2 separate regions of the Mus musculus genome follow, and region 1 is linked to region 2. Evidence: chromatin contacts called from public HiChIP or PLAC-seq data. All regions are on one chromosome and are shown on one strand. The core of a region is the stretch at or near the end of the contact, and the rest is flanking DNA. Distances in the headings are between cores, read along the strand shown. Region 1 overlaps Lrch1 (leucine-rich repeats and calponin homology (CH) domain containing 1). Region 2 overlaps Lrch1 (leucine-rich repeats and calponin homology (CH) domain containing 1).

Region 1 (4,278 bases), core at 994-3,493, 88 kb after region 2:
GCACTCTCTTGGTTTGCTTGGTTTCCATGTGCTCTCTCCATCTCTTCTCCTCTGTCTTTCTCTTCTCTTCCTCTCTGTCTTCCTCTCCTCTTCCTGTCTTCTTATCTTCCTATCTTCCTCTTCTCTTGCTCTCTGTCTTCCTCCCTCACTCCCTGACTCCCACAGCCCAGTCCATTCTGTTTGCCATGTTCAGTCTGCACTCTTCCAGATGCCCCTGGCTATGTTCTCCCTCTATCTACAATAAACCTCTTCAACCATACCTAAGAGCGGTCATATCTTCACTTAAATTCACCTGAACCTGTTCTATGTGGGCATAATGTTTTTGTGAACTGTTTAAAGACTATCCTTGTATTATTCAAACGCTGATTTCTCTGCCCGCCCACCCATCTAGTTGCAATCTGGACACACTGTAATGCTTACTCCAAGTATCTCCTGTTTCAAGTTTGTGTAAACATTGCTCCCCATTTATTCTCTAATTTAGCCAATGGCTGGGCAGAAGAGAGAATAGGGAGGGACTTAACACCAGGAAGGGAAAGAAGAAGAGAGAAGATGAAGAAGTCAGCCCAGGAGAGACTCAAACAAGTAGCAAGGGGCATACGGTTGAGATGTAAGTTAAAATAGCTCAGAGCCTTCCCAATCTAGGCTTACAGCTTGTTAATAAAATACCAGGTCTCTGTGTCTTTTACATGAGCTAGCTAGAGTAAAGAACTCATTTACAATCCTAAGATTCTCATTGCTAGTCCATAACACCCCCGTTTTAACAATAAGACAGACACATTTTTCAACTTTTCACCAGAAAACAAATGGTGTTTAATCTCTAAAACTGTACCATAACACGAGAACAAACTACTTTGGATATTTTTTTTCCTTCTAATCCCTAAGTAATCATACTTGTCACGAGTGTCCTGAGAGATTCATCTGCCAGTTTAAACCCATCATCCGCTCAGGCAAGTCACCATGTATGTATGCCTTAGCATCTTCATTACCTCTCCTCTGATACTTCTAAAAATGCCTGTGGCTTACGTCAAACCTTTCAGAAACATCCGGAAATGCTGTCTAAACTGCCTTGGCTCATCATCACCGAAGCTCCAGCCTCAAGGTTCACCTGGCATCCTTTCCATCAGCATCAGTGTTATGCATGTATTTGGAGTGCAGCCTGCCTGGGACCACAGGAAGAGTTAGAGGTCTGGCACCTCTTTCTAGGGTTCTGAAAAACCCCAGGGCCAGGGTCAGAAAAAAACACAGGGTCGGGAACAGAGGTGACACTGGGGGCCACAACTCTCTAGTCTCTGAAATCAGAGTAATGGGGACAGGAGACATTTCCTTGAACAAGCAGTATCCCTGGAATGTGGTCATTACAAACCAAGAATCTTGGAGAGATAAAAGGAGGCCTAGACTTACTGAGCCTCTTCGCATCTGTCAGGTGCTATTTGAGCTTCAGCAAATCACAGTATCTCTGAGTCTGAGGCAGTAGCCATTTAATGGCCAGTTCCCTTTTCATAACGAAACTGAGACCTGGTGGGAATCACTGACTTTGCTACAAAAGCTAAGGCTTTCTCATAAAATCCTGGATGAAACCGCCATCTCTGTCCAAAATGCCTAATATTCTTCTCTGCTTGGAAAGATCCAGAAAAGCTGCCCATGCCAACAAAATGCAGCCCATCATCCCAGAACCCCAACCCAAGCCCAACACAGCCAGTTACAGCTCAGTCGTGGTCCTCAATGAAGAAGTGAGCTCTACAGATCCACTAAATGAGCTATTCAATTATGTCAATGGCTGACAATTACAAGTGACTGGCAGTTATGGCCTGTTATGTGACACTTTCCCAGGAACAAATACAACGTTCCGGGGACCTGTGGCATTCTCACGTGTGACCATGACCGCAGAGTGAGGGTCGGCTGCTCCACTCCTCACAGGTAGGTTCCAAATGTTCTGAGACAGGTCACAGAACCCTAGCACTCCCCAAACCACCTGGTGACAGTGGTCATCAGAACTGTCACTTGGCTGTAGCCAATGGCCACATGTCCTCTGCTTGCTATCCTTTCCTCCTCACTCTCTTTCTACCTACATTTATGTAATATCATCTATGATAGCATTAGAAATAGACTGACTAGAAATAGATCCCTTGTCCACATCCAAAGCCCATGAAGAAAAAATGTGAGGCTTTTAAGGCAGTAGAACTCAAGATAAAAAGTGAAAGTAAATTCTGAAGTGCTGATTCCTCTCCACCCCCCACCCCTGCCCCAGTATCCTCCCACACAACACTGGCCCACAAGGCTTAGAGCTGGGACTTTACACAGCAGGGTGGGTCTAAAAGCAGACATCTATAGGGACAGGACCAAAAAAATGATTAAAAGTGAACGGGAGATAGAGCTGCAGCCCAAAGTAGCAATGACTCAGATTAACAACACACCAGTAGGTGAGGCATATTCAAGGCCAGGATTTTGCGTCATGCTCATTTCTGTCCCAGCCATGGAAAGACCCATGGCATCTTCACGTGTGACAGCAGCATGAGTGTCAGCTGCTCCTCTCCTCACAGGTAGGTTCCAAGCGTTCTAAGACAGGTCACAGAAACTCTAAGCACCCGAGTGGTGACACACAGATGCCTGCCCCTGTGCTAAGCTGAAAAAGTTCCCAACCATCTGAGAAGCTGTGCTTCCCTTAAGGAATTACGTCTCGTTGGTTTGTTTGTTTGTTTGTTTGTTTTGGTTTTTCAAGACAGGGTTTCTGTATAGCCCTGGCTGTCCTGGAACTCACTCTGTAGACCAGGTTGACCTCGAACTCAGAAATCCGCCTGGAATTATGTCTCCATGTCACTAGGAGTTCCCCTCTTTACTTTTCAGTAGTGAAACACGTGAAAATGCCCAGCTCTCTGCTTGCTCGGTTCCCACGGGAGCACTCTGAGAGAGGAACTTCTATAGCAAACACACCAAACTGCACTGCCGTGATCCTTCCCAACCACAGCACAGATGCCATCCATGCTGTGCACACGGTCCAGCTCCAGAAGGTCCTTTTTTTGTTTGTTTGTTTTTTTCACAAGCAGCATTTTATAAAACAGTGTTCATCAGTCCTTGTGGATTTTGACTAGTCTGGCATGTGAAAGCTAAGGGTCAACTTGATGTGGTGGCTCGCATCTGTAACCCCAACCCAAGGAAGTAGAAACAGAAGAAACTACCACAAGTTCATGGGCAGCTTGGTCTGTGTAGTGAGTTCCAGGGCATCCAGAGCTACATACATAGAGAAACCTGTCTCACACTCCCTTACCCCCAAAACAAGCAATAAAGAAGAATTAAGTCTATACAATTACAAATGGGCAAAACCTTAAGAAACCAAAGTTCATTAAGAAACATTTAGAAAGATCAAGGGAAGTTGAGACAGCTCCAATAAACAGCGCACCTTACAAACACAAACCCGGAGTTCAACCCCCAGATCATGCAATTAAAATGCTTTGCATAGCATTTGTAATCCCAGCAGGAGGGGAGGGGCTAGCTAATCTAGCCTGTACAGTATGCTCCAGGACCAGTGAGAGACCCTGCCTCAAAAATCAAGGCAGACAGTGAGTGACAAGAGATATCCAGTGCTGACCTCTGGCACCTATACACATCTGCCTGTAAGAACATGCACTAACACATGCACGTGTGTGCACACTCACACCCCTACACATAAGGCACAAAGAGACTTAGAGGGACCGTCACACTCAGACAAGAGCTAGGCAGCTCTTCATCACCATGGGAAAGAGCCCACATCTTCACAACATCAGCAACACAAGCTTCACTGCCTACCTGGCCCCCACAACGCAGACGAGGCAAGTGACAGAATTAGTTTTAAGAACTCGTCCACTGAAAATAGTATTACAAAGCTTATTGGAGGGGGGTGGGGGTGAGGGGGGGTTGCTCAGTAATAAAAATGAGTTGAACACAACTTTTTCTCCCCAACCTGGAAGCAACAGGAGTGAGTCTGGGAGAGGAAGAATAGCCACAAAGGGCCATGAGCTGGAACCCAAAGTGGCATTCATGCCAAGTGCCCTACGACTCATGTGATACAGACGTCCACATCTCTATGAGACAGGTTCTACTCCTGTCATTCCCAAGGGCGGGTGCCAAGTCCTCCCAGGGAACTCTGAAATTCTACCAAGCTCACCCCATGGAGCTGAGATTCTGACCCTGGGCTTCCGTCAGCTTTGACTCTGCAAACTTCCCAATGAAGAACGCAACACTCATTTCTGAAACAGGATCCTTTCAGCAGACAACGACGTGGACATCTGCGTTGCACCTGGG
Region 2 (4,464 bases), core at 973-3,472:
CCATCAGTAACAGCGTGAAAAACTGCCGTCCATCCAAAAGGGTGTGCGTGGAGTGGCTGACATATAACACTCTCCTAGCTTCAACCGTCTGAGGAGGGAAGTAGGCTGAGAAAGGTTAGGGTCATAGACTTTTCAGGAGTACCACCTTAGCTGCTGCCCTTAACCTGATCCAAACAAAAAAACAGAACAAAACAAAACAAAACAAAAGCACATACAACTCTAATATCTAAAACAAAAATCACAAAACAGCTACAAATCACCACCAGTACTTATGCAGAAACCAAAATATACAAGAACATAAAATCAGAATTCGGTGGTGATCTAATTCTGATCGTCCATGGAGTCTAAAAGCAAGTCTATCCAGTGAGAGCCGGACCTTTCCATGCCTTAACTAAGTTATGAATCAGCACCTGGCCCACTCCACTGTGGTTCACAACGGCCCTCACAAGCATGGAAGCCAGGCCGGCCTGAGGCCAGTGTCACAGGAGATCATGCTACGGTCCTCCAGGCTCCAGATCAGGCCCGGCACAGGACTGACAGTGCCAAAGGGGAGACACGGTTTGGGGGAAGAATCTGCAGGGGTGATTTTCTGTCTGAGGAGAGGACTCTTGTCATGTAAGTATAAATTAAGTTTCTGTGAGTCTCCTAAGCAACCACATGGGAAAGCTTATCATTGCTTGTGGAGACTCATCGCAAGTATGAAATCAACCGCTTCCACGGCTTTGAAAGACATAACTAATATGATTTTTTTTCTTTAATAAAAATGAGAAAAGGGAAGATAATCTATATGTTTAGGCAACACACTTGCAGAATGGCCTCTCCTAAGATCAAACCTGTGTGTGTGTGTGTGTGTGTGTGTGTGTGTGTGTGTCTGTGTCTGTGTGTGTCTGTGTGTGTCTGTGTGTGTTTATGTTGTCCCCAGTTAATGGCAGCATCATTAGGCGTAGGTTGGACCCCAATAGCCTAGATGATTCTTCCTGGCACAAACCCCCAACACCATGGCCGTAACCAACCAACCAACCCCTGCAGGCTGTGTTTAAGCACATGCGGTAACCTCAGCATGTACTTACTACACATAAGACAGCGCTGCGTCTGATAGGCACCCAAGTTCTCCATCTAAGAAACAGGACACCTATGGACAAACACAAATACACAGGCCTGCTCGGATTTTGAAGAGTATCTGACGAGGGTCAGTTATGTGCCCTCCCAATATAATATGCATAACATAATAGGAATAGATTTCCCAAGCAAATCTATTACATAAAGGAGAGACAGGCTATACAGCATTGTATATTTAATATGGTAAAAACAGGGCAAATCCTATTTCCCAGGAGCCTCTGAACCTAACCAAGTCTTAAAGAGGTTATGCGTTTCATCATAAAAAGAAACCCCACGGGTACTTATGTCTAATTAGCGGAAGGAGTAGTGTGAAAAAGCAATAATTATCTCCATGTCTGGGGAGGTTTCTATCTTGAAAATGCACAAGCAATGTTTCTAGAATGGTCTCATTCTCTAGAACATTTCTGTACAAAATTCGTCTAAATAAGTCATAGGGCTTTTTAAAGATTATTCTGAAAAGATACTAATTAGAAAAATAAATTTTAAAGCAAAGAGCAATCAATGTCTTACATGTCTACAATCAGTGTCGAGTATCAGATTGCAAATTCCACATCAATTTACTTACTAGAATATTCAAATTAATTCCTTCTGAATTTTCTGTTAGTCCCAACCTTCTATGTCTTTGAGAATAACTCACTTAAGCTACATTGAATCACTGTGCACTCAACATTATAACATCACAACTATCCAACACAAGAATCATGAGAAACTGTTACAAATATTTACTGACTGAATTCTTCCTAAAAGAAAAAGGGAATCTAATTATAACAATTTAAATACTCAAATATAAGCTTTTTATGGGCTCACTCACCCAAACCCTATTGTTTAGATCCTAACAATGACTTAAATCACACTCAGGGGTGGACTGAGTGGTATAATACCAGCAAAAGAATGTCTATAAGAAAATTAGGTCTTTCGGTAATGGGTGCAAAAGCAAATTATCAACAGTGTCCAACCAGCGTGGAACCAGACCCCTCTGTAGAGGTGCCTTTTGCATGTCTCCCTATACAACTTGAGGCAAGTGCCTTACTCTCTCTGTGCTCACAGAAACAGGAGGGATGAGCATCAGAGTGAGCACCTGACCAAAGTCTCAACCCCTGACTCCAGGAAGCCACAAGGTGGGAGGAGGGGCCTCACTCCCGCAAAGGAGGGGGCTCATCAAAGTTTCCTAACCTGCACTCACTCACTCACTCAATAAAGCACACACACACACACACACACACACACACACACACACATATATATATATATGAATAAATACAGTACACATATATAAATAAATTAATAAATAAATAGAGTATGAAATATTTCTAATTTCTAATTTCTATATCAGGAAAATCCACTGACTACCCAAGAAGTAAATGAAACTATTAAGTGGTACTCAATAATGTCAATTTTCATTTCTTGGTAATCAAACAACCCTCAATACCTACAGTCAGAACTTGGAAAAAGGAAAAAAAAAATAAAAGTATATTAACATAAGCCTGACCCCTTCAGAGCAGCAGCCTTTGATGTGACATATGGCCGCCTCACGCCCTTGCCTCTCCATTGTGAACCTAGGCCTCAGACCTCTCCACATCCCACAAACACAGGCTCCACTCCCTGTTCTTGCTGCTAAAGGCAGAAATGGAAGCCACAGAGAGGCTCTGAGTAACTCCCGGGTTTCCACAGAAACCAGAAAGGTCAAAGGCATTACCAGAGACCACTAATGGACAAATGATTACAGCAGACGCGCTGGCACACACTCCCACACCTACCACAGAGACACTAGGTATAAAATCATGATAGGGAGGACTCTCGTCAGAAGCTTGTCATCTGGCTCTTAGCTCAAATGCCCCACACAGCCAAACAGTGGTTGAAAGGTAAATAAAAACCCTGTGTGTCTGGTTAGGGCCTAGGGTTAGACCTTCTACCAGCATGACTGGATCCAGCCTGGTGGGCCTTCTGCTGTGAAGGCAGGCTCCTAAGTCAGGCCCTCTGTTCTTCTGCATGGCAGATGGGGATGCTCAGCCAGGGAGGACATGAGAGAAAGCAAGCAAAGCCAGCGAGGCCAGCAACCCACTCAAGTGCACAGCACCAGGGTGGAACTCCTGGGTCCTTGGCAAAGGTCTCATCTGTAAAAGGACCCGACTTTACTGAGCTGTTAGCATGCCAGTCTTCACAGCTGCTAGTCAACTGTAACATGTGGCCATGATAGAGCACCTCTCACCAGACACACCTCATCTGTCAGCAGGATCGGACAGAAAAAGAAGCACATTTCCAGAGATGGCTCGGCCAGTGAAACCCTTGTAAGGCATTGAATTTGTATCTCCAGCAACTGTGTTAAAAAGCTGGGCCAGAAGCAGCTGCCTGTAATCCCAGCCCTGGGAGGAGGGACGGGAACTAGAAGATTCCTGGGGCTTGCTGGTCAGCTAGAATAGCTCAGTCAGTGAGAGATCCCACCTCAAAAAATAAGGTAGAAGTCCCGGAGTCTGGCCTCACTCAGTAGGAGTCCTTATAGCAGGAGTATGAGGACCTGAGGCAGATCTCCAGAGTGAATCTCAAAGCCAAGTGTGGTGCTGTGTGTCTATCGTCCTCTGCACTGTGAGTGGAAGGCTAAGAGAGGACTGCTGGGGCCTGCTGTCCTGCCAGTCTTGCCGAAATACAGCGTCTAGGTTCTCCGAGAGATCATGTCTCCTGGGAATATGGCAGAGAGTGACAGAGAACCCTGAACATCCTTCTCTGGCTTCCCCATGCACGGGAACAGGCACATATGTTACGTGTACACACATAAATGCACTACCATACCAACACTTGTGCATACACAAACACACAGAGAGACACGTATGCAAATGGAGAACCCATTAAGGAAGACACCCAAGACTTATCTCTGGCCTCCAAATACATTTATAAACATGCAAACACACATACACACACAAGTTCAACAAGTTCCAAAGGTTTTAGTTGAGTTTAAGTGAGATTTAGTCTACAGAAGGCTACAGATGCTCGCAACCTGACCTGGTTCTACTGTAAGGAAACATTCAGACATGCCTATTTGTCCAGGGCCATCAAGGAGAAGGTCTCCGGCTCATCTGCAAGTTGTGGCTTGTCACAAGTTTAATAAGAAAGTCACAGCAAACTGTAATAAGGAATTCCAGAGAAAGAAATCACCATTTTCCACACCGCTGAGCTCAGTACTGGTGTTTGACTTTAATCAGCCACGTTGCTCCATCCCCTTAGGTAAGTAACTACGGAACCGGCTCCAGACTATAACATAGCAACGTGCTACCTGCCTTGCCTGGTTATTTTAAGGCTTTATGGAACGATGCCGGTAAATAAAATAGTTAACAGCCTACTAGAAACAGA

What was found. HiChIP or PLAC-seq counts read pairs in DNA pulled down with a chosen protein or histone mark.
Region 1: a BATF HiChIP or PLAC-seq map of CD8 T cells shows a contact between it and region 2, with 6 read pairs. The contact joins two enhancer-like sites. A contact is called at or near these places in 1 of 15 datasets of contacts at CTCF or cohesin (the NIH/3T3 cell line), 5 of 484 Hi-C or Micro-C datasets (bone marrow-derived macrophages, muscle stem cells, myocytes and 2 more), 5 of 115 datasets of contacts at active chromatin or transcription factors (CD8 T cells, effector CD8 T cells, embryonic stem cells and 2 more) and 2 of 9 other capture datasets (bone marrow-derived macrophages and embryonic stem cells).

Annotation. Positions count from the first base shown.
Region 1 is chr14:74,916,433-74,920,710 of GRCm38.p6, forward strand. The region is part of intron 1 of Lrch1 (leucine-rich repeats and calponin homology (CH) domain containing 1); the gene reads right to left. Among named protein-coding and RNA genes, the nearest start is that of Gm10847, 3.6 kb to the right of the region's middle. Within about 2 kb of position 2,244, at least 56 of the 459 cell types and tissues checked have an H3K27ac peak or open chromatin away from gene starts, as enhancers often do. A contact at or near this core is called in CD8 T cells, where this site is marked.
Region 2 is chr14:74,828,554-74,833,017 of GRCm38.p6, forward strand. All of the region lies in intron 3 of Lrch1 (leucine-rich repeats and calponin homology (CH) domain containing 1), which reads right to left. Among named protein-coding and RNA genes, the nearest start is that of Gm52135, 12 kb to the left of the region's middle. Within about 2 kb of position 2,223, at least 14 of the 459 cell types and tissues checked have an H3K27ac peak or open chromatin away from gene starts, as enhancers often do. A contact at or near this core is called in CD8 T cells, where this site is marked.